Linked DNA regions of Callithrix jacchus: region 1 is linked to region 2. Evidence: chromatin contacts called from public Hi-C data. All regions are on one chromosome and are shown on one strand. The core of a region is the stretch at or near the end of the contact, and the rest is flanking DNA. Distances in the headings are between cores, read along the strand shown. Region 1 holds the start of ZNF385A (zinc finger protein 385A). Region 2 has its middle 22 kb from the start of ITGA5.

The links. A called contact is a pair of places that touch in the nucleus more often than the background predicts.
Region 1: a contact with region 2 is called in a Hi-C map of induced pluripotent stem cells, with 4 times the contacts expected there. The contact joins the promoter of ZNF385A here to the enhancer-like site in region 2. A contact is called at or near these places in 3 of 3 Hi-C or Micro-C datasets (induced pluripotent stem cells and skeletal muscle).

Annotation. Positions count from the first base shown.
Region 1 is chr9:65,158,342-65,161,392 of calJac240_pri, reverse strand. ZNF385A (zinc finger protein 385A) reads right to left here and starts at 1,399. Exons shown (of 8, transcript XM_002752556.6): 1 at 1,327-1,399. The coding sequence starts at 1,336.
Region 2 is chr9:65,108,499-65,111,372 of calJac240_pri, reverse strand. No RefSeq gene overlaps it. Among named protein-coding and RNA genes, the nearest start is that of ITGA5, 22 kb to the left of the region's middle. Within about 2 kb of position 1,577, at least 3 of the 16 cell types and tissues checked have an H3K27ac peak or open chromatin away from gene starts, as enhancers often do.

The DNA.
Region 1 (3,051 bases), core at 150-2,649, 50 kb before region 2:
GATACTCTTGAGAAGGAGGCAGACAACCAGCCATTCATGCCTTTGTTCAGTCATCCATTCAATGGATAGGTGGAGTGCCAGGTGGAGGGGGCTAAGACATACAGCAGAGAGACTGAGGACACACAGGAGGAGGAGAAAAAAAGAGATGGAGGAAGGGCAGAAGGACAATAGGTAGTCAATAGGCAGTTAAATGAAAGAAGGAAAGAGAGGAAGACAAATAGCAGAGGGACTCAGAAGAGGGATGAGGGCAGGAGTCAGTTAAGCCCCCCGGTACCAGCATGGAGCCAGGTGTCCTCAGCCAGGGGCAGGGAGACCACAGGTGTCTGGGCCTGGTTGCGGGGCTCCCACCATAAACAGATCCCAGAAACTGGCCTAGCCAGGGTGGAGGGCAGAGGTCAGAGCAGGCCTGTGAACTATTGTGGAGGCAGGGTGGAGGGCAGGGGCCTGCAACCGGAGCTGATGCAGAGTCCACAGCACAGCTAGGCCCTTTCCTCCCCCACCCCTGGGGCTCCCTTCATGATGTAGGTCATGAGGATGGGGTGGCTGTGGCTGACGGGCTGTCAGAGCCCAGCGGGAGTTCCCATCCCCCATCCTTCCCCTCTCCATTGCCCCTGTCTCTCCTGGTGCCCCCGGCCCAGGGCAGGGGTGTAGGGGAAGAAGGAAGACAGGAAGGAGGGACTCAGGCAGCTAGAGCAGGGAGAGAGGGGCAGGTCCTGGCGTGTTGGGGCAGGATGGCTGTGGAGACAGGATCTGAGCCGCAGGAGCCCTGGATGGACAGTTTCCCACCCCCTCTTCTGCTCAGCCCTCTTATCTCCGGCCCTCAGTTCCCACCTCCCACCACACTCACCTCGAAGCTACACCCACCATCTTCTCCTTCCACCCCCCACTTCCTCCTTTCCCCCTTATCCTGGGCCCAGAAGGATGCCGGAGTGTCTAAGCTAAGGGTAGGGGAAGACGCTGGGGCGGGAGACGGGTCAGAACCTTTCCCCCAACTCCACCAGGCCAGGACCAGCCCCCCCACCCAGCCTCTCGTAGACTGGCATATAATATTCATGAGCCTCATGAATACGCAATGTTCTAATTATGGGGCGGGGGTCTTACTCCGATCTACCTCCCGCTTTACCACTCCCTAGATTCCCCCGAGCAGCGGCAGCCTGGGAAGAGGGGAAGAGGGGACCCCAGATGTGGAGCCAGATGAAGGGGGAGGGGGAACCAGTCGCTGACGGGCGGCCGCAGTCACCGCGGTGCCGGGAGATGGGGGGGCGGTAGGTGACCCACAGAGAGGAACCCAGGAGCCGGGAGCCTGGAGTCGCAGAGACCACTCACCGAGGATCATGCTGGGGACCCAGGCGCCCGGGGTTCCGCGTCGCTCTGTCCCGGGGGCCGTTCTGGCCGGGCTGGGGGTACGGGGGGAGGAGCCGGGGAGGAGCGGAGGCCGGCCGAGGCGGAGCGGGGGCGGGGCCCGCAGCAGGTGAAGACGGGAGGAGGGGACCCGGGCACTCAGGGCTCCGCGAGGGGGCGTCCTGGCCCCTCCGGCTTCCTCCCGCCCTCTTCTCGCTGCCTGCGGGCCTCCAGGGTTTACTGTGTCACTGCGGCCAGGGCTGGGGGAACAGGACGTCTAGAAGACGGTGTGAGGTGATGGACAAAGCTGGAAACCAGGATGCCTGGGTTCCCGGGAAGGGCTGAGTCTGAGGGCGGGAAGTCTGGTTCTGGGCTGATGTGGGGTGGAAGGGCGGTGGGGAGAGGGAGGGTGCCTAAGTACTCTTGGAGGCGATGGGACTTGGGTTGGGTGGGACACCTAGGTTGGTTCCCTCCAGAGTGATGGGCTGAGCAGGGGCAGGGCAAGTGCAGCAGAAATCGTTTGGGTCCCAGTTTGTTGTTCTGGCTTTGGAGGAGGATGCCTGAGTGCTGGGCCTCTGAGGTGAAATGGGATGTTGAAGATGGATCCCAGGTTGAGTTCTGGCTGGGGTCTGAATGCCTGGGTCCTCAGGGAAGGTCTCAGCGAAGAGACTGCAATCTCTGGACCTGGGGAGGTGGAAATGGAAGCTTGTAACCGAGATCATCTCCCAGGAAACTGGGAGATGACAGAAGATCCAGAACTGAGGCACCTTGTAGAGATGACCTGGATCTGGGTGGTGTGGCGTGGGGGAGCATCTATCCAGGGCCTAAATCCAGGCATGGCCCACTAAGGCGAGCTTCCATTGAGGAGGACTGATGCCGGGGGCACACGTTTGGTGAAGTAGAGGGGAAGATGGAGGGTAGGGCAAAATGTATGAGCTGGGGAGAATGTCAGGAGGGAGAGGAAGCACAGGCCACTGGGAGGCATTCTTAAGGGACCCCTGTACAAGGTTGGAGTCTGGGAGACTGCAGATGTCTGGGGAAGACGGAGCCTGGACCTGTCTGTACCTGCCTCAAGAGGGAGGCGGGCAGGAGGATTTCCCAGAATGCCACACAGCCAGCTTCAGGCCAACACCAACCAGAGGAAAAGTGGGTGGGAACTGGAACGTTTGGAGTTTAGGGAGGTAGAAGCTGAGGGGAAGAAGTTGGTGAAAGGGTGGTGGGACTGAAGTTTTGGAACGGCTTAGGAAGGGGAAAGAGACCGCCTGGGTTCTGGAGGGAAATTGGGACTGAATGGTCAATTAGGGTGCAGGAAGTTTGAGTTTTTGTTTCTGGGCTCCAGCAATCTCTTGCCCTCACCCTAGTAATCTGGTTTGAAGAAGAGACCTGTTTCTGTACCTGCCAAGACACTCCAGCTCAGGGGCAAGAGAATGCTGGGAGTGCCAATGCCTTAGGCTCGTTCTGATTCAGAGAGGCAGAGATCTCAGACACCAAGTCTGGCCTTGGGAGAGGATATAGGGTTTCTGGGTCCAGCAGAGGAGGTCCTCCTGCTCTGGGTCTGACCTACCACCATGCTGGCCAACTCCAGTATGAAAAAGCCTTGCTTCTCCGTAGACCCTGCACCTCCTTTCCTTTCCTATTCTTTCTTCTCCTGGGTGGACTCAGAGACTAAACAAGAGTCATCATCAGGCATGGTTGATTGGTTTTAGAGAC
Region 2 (2,874 bases), core at 328-2,827:
TCCCAGCCTCAAGTAATCCTTCTGTCTTGGCCTCCCAAAGTGTTGGGATTAGAGTTGTGAACCACTGTGCCTGGCTTTGATATATATTAATATAATACATATTACCCAGATGAGCATCACTTCCTTTTTGAAATAGTAGTTTTAGATTCTTTTGGTTGCAAGGCTGACTGGAGCCTCCAGCCTTCTCATTACATAGAAGATTAGGAGATCTGGATCTCTGATATTCAAATCCCTGTAGTGGGTCCCAGTGTGAGAAACAGACATCAGAAAGGGACACTGGGAACTCAGAACTTTCATTTCCCCCACTCCGTTAGTACTCGGTTCCCTTAGCTCAGATAGAGCTTATGTATGGGGTCACATGGGGTTCTGCGGGTCACCTTCAACAAGGCAAAGTCAATTACTTCTCAGCTGAACAGAAGATGTTGGAGGAGGAAGATTGTAGATGTCATCTAGCCCAGTGTCCTCATTTTAAGCAAGGCTCAGAGAAAGAAAATGACCTGCCCAAGGTCATACAGCTAATGTGGGATAGAATTCAGGTGTCTTGGCCAGGGGTGGTGGCACATGCCTGTAATCCCAGCACTTTGGGAGGCTGAGGCAGGTGGATCACAAGGTCAAGAGATCGAGACCATCCTGGCCAACATGGTGAAACCCCGTCTCTTAAAAAAAAAAAAAAAAAAGAATTCAGGTGTCTTTATTCCAAATCAGCGCTTTCCATCATGCCACATTTGCTTTCACTCAGCTTCTATCATATATTCCATTTAATCCTACTGACTCCCAACTTCCAAATTCTGGGTTGGGAAGGGTCAATTTCCAGACTTTTCTTGTCCAAGGATAGGACGAAGAGACGTTGCTACTATTTTCAGGCAAAATAGAGCATTGCCCCCTTTCCCTGCTTCTCTTTCCCCTGTTGTTTTCAATGAGGAAGTGAGTCTATTTCTCCACAGGCAGGAGGTCTCTCCAGTTCTAAGCTCCATTCAGTTTGTGGCAGGGAAGCTGATGGGCACAATGCTGTGGGATGCCCTTCACCTTGGCAGGCTGATTGTACCCAACTGGTGGCCATGGCCTAGTGCCCATTGGCAGGCAGGGTGTCCACTGACGCATTAACTTGATGTCTGCTGTCCATGGATGCCAGATGGCTGGCTGAATACCTATACTGCATCTTGTCTGGTCTGCTATTCCTGGTCTGTGTCACTTTTAGATTTGTATATGTGTGAGAATTTTAGGAGGGTGGTCCCTCCAAGGATTTAAGATACTGACATTTCCAGATTGGCAGAAGGGAGGACACCTTACTGGCAACCTAGAATCTGTGCTGAATAGCACAGGACCTGGACTTCATGAAAGTTCTCCAAACATCTCTGTAATCTCCCTCTTCCCAACCTTCCCACACTGTAGAGTGCTTGGTGTCACTCCTCCCTAATCTAACACCAGAAACTGACAGGTCACACATGGTATGTATCTCAGTCTCAGGCCAAAGTGTCTAAGAAAGCGAAGGCAGAGAAGGGAGGTATGTATAGGTTAGGATGTGTGGACTAGGAAGCCAAAAGGCTCCCTGCTTCCTCTTCCCCACAGACTTCAGAAGACTCTGGAAGCTACCTAGTGCCCTAAAATTTCCACTGCAGTCCCAGACAACCTTAGACTATATCTCCACCTACTGGACACCAAGGAGATTGACAACACTGTCTCAGTTTTTCTTTAGAACTAGCATGGAGTCTAAAACCTCATCAATACTCCACCTTTATCCCAAAGTTAAATCCTTCCTTCTCAGAATCTGTTGAGGCTATGGGGGCAGATTGACTGGCTCTTCAGGGAGACTGGGTACCTAGGGAGACTTGGGTACAATTTGCCCCATACACTGCTTTCTCTATCAAAAAAATCTCTCGGGGGTTGGATAGAGAGCCTTACTTCCCTGCTTCAGTTGCCTTGGGTATAGGGTGGTTAAACTCTATTCACCTCCTATGCCCATAAACAGAAAACAGCAGGTAGGTGGGGTTAGATAATAGGGTCCTTTTTAGCTTTAGGGAAAGGGGAAAGAAATCTGAAAGAATTGCCTTTTACTCATCTCTCTGTCTGCCACCTGACTCAGATATGGGAGAGACTGGGGGTGTCCTCTACTGTTCTTTTCGCATCCACCAGTAATTCTCTTCCCATGCTCACTAGTAAAGACAATTCCATTAGAACCCCTTAACGATCATTTTGTCCATGCTGAAACCATAGGCTAGCTATTCATCAAAGTCCCTGGGCCATATCTTCAGAAGTGAAGGTCATATATATAACGACAGCTCTCAAATGAATCCTTTACTGGTGAAATGGGGACCATGTCAATACATAGCCTCAGAATTGATCAGGCTGCACAATAATATCAATTCATGGAGATTACAGCACTAGGAAAATAATTTACATCAGATCCAGAAATGTACTCTCCTTTTCCAGCTGATCATTTAACTAGGTTAAGTAAGAAGCAGTCATTTCTTTTTTATTTTTTGGATGTCTGATTTTCACTTAAAATAGGCCGTTTAAATGTTTTTCAAATTTTTATTTTAAAGGGAAGGAATCAATAAGGAATTAAGGCAATGTTGGGGATCATCTTGTACTACATACAGTTCATGTCATTTTTTTTTTTATTTTAATATTTTCAAGACGGAGTTTTTCTCTTGTTGCCCAAGCTGGAGTGCAATGGCACAATCTCAGCTCACCTAAACCTCTGCCCCCCAGGTTCAAGCGATTCTCCTGCCTCAGCCTCCCAAGTAGCTGGGATTACAGGCATGCACCACCACGCCTGGCTAATTTTGTATTTTTAGGAGACGGTGTTTCTCCATGTTGATCAGCCTGGTCTTGAACCGACCTCAGGTGATCTGCCCGCCTCAGCCTCCCAGA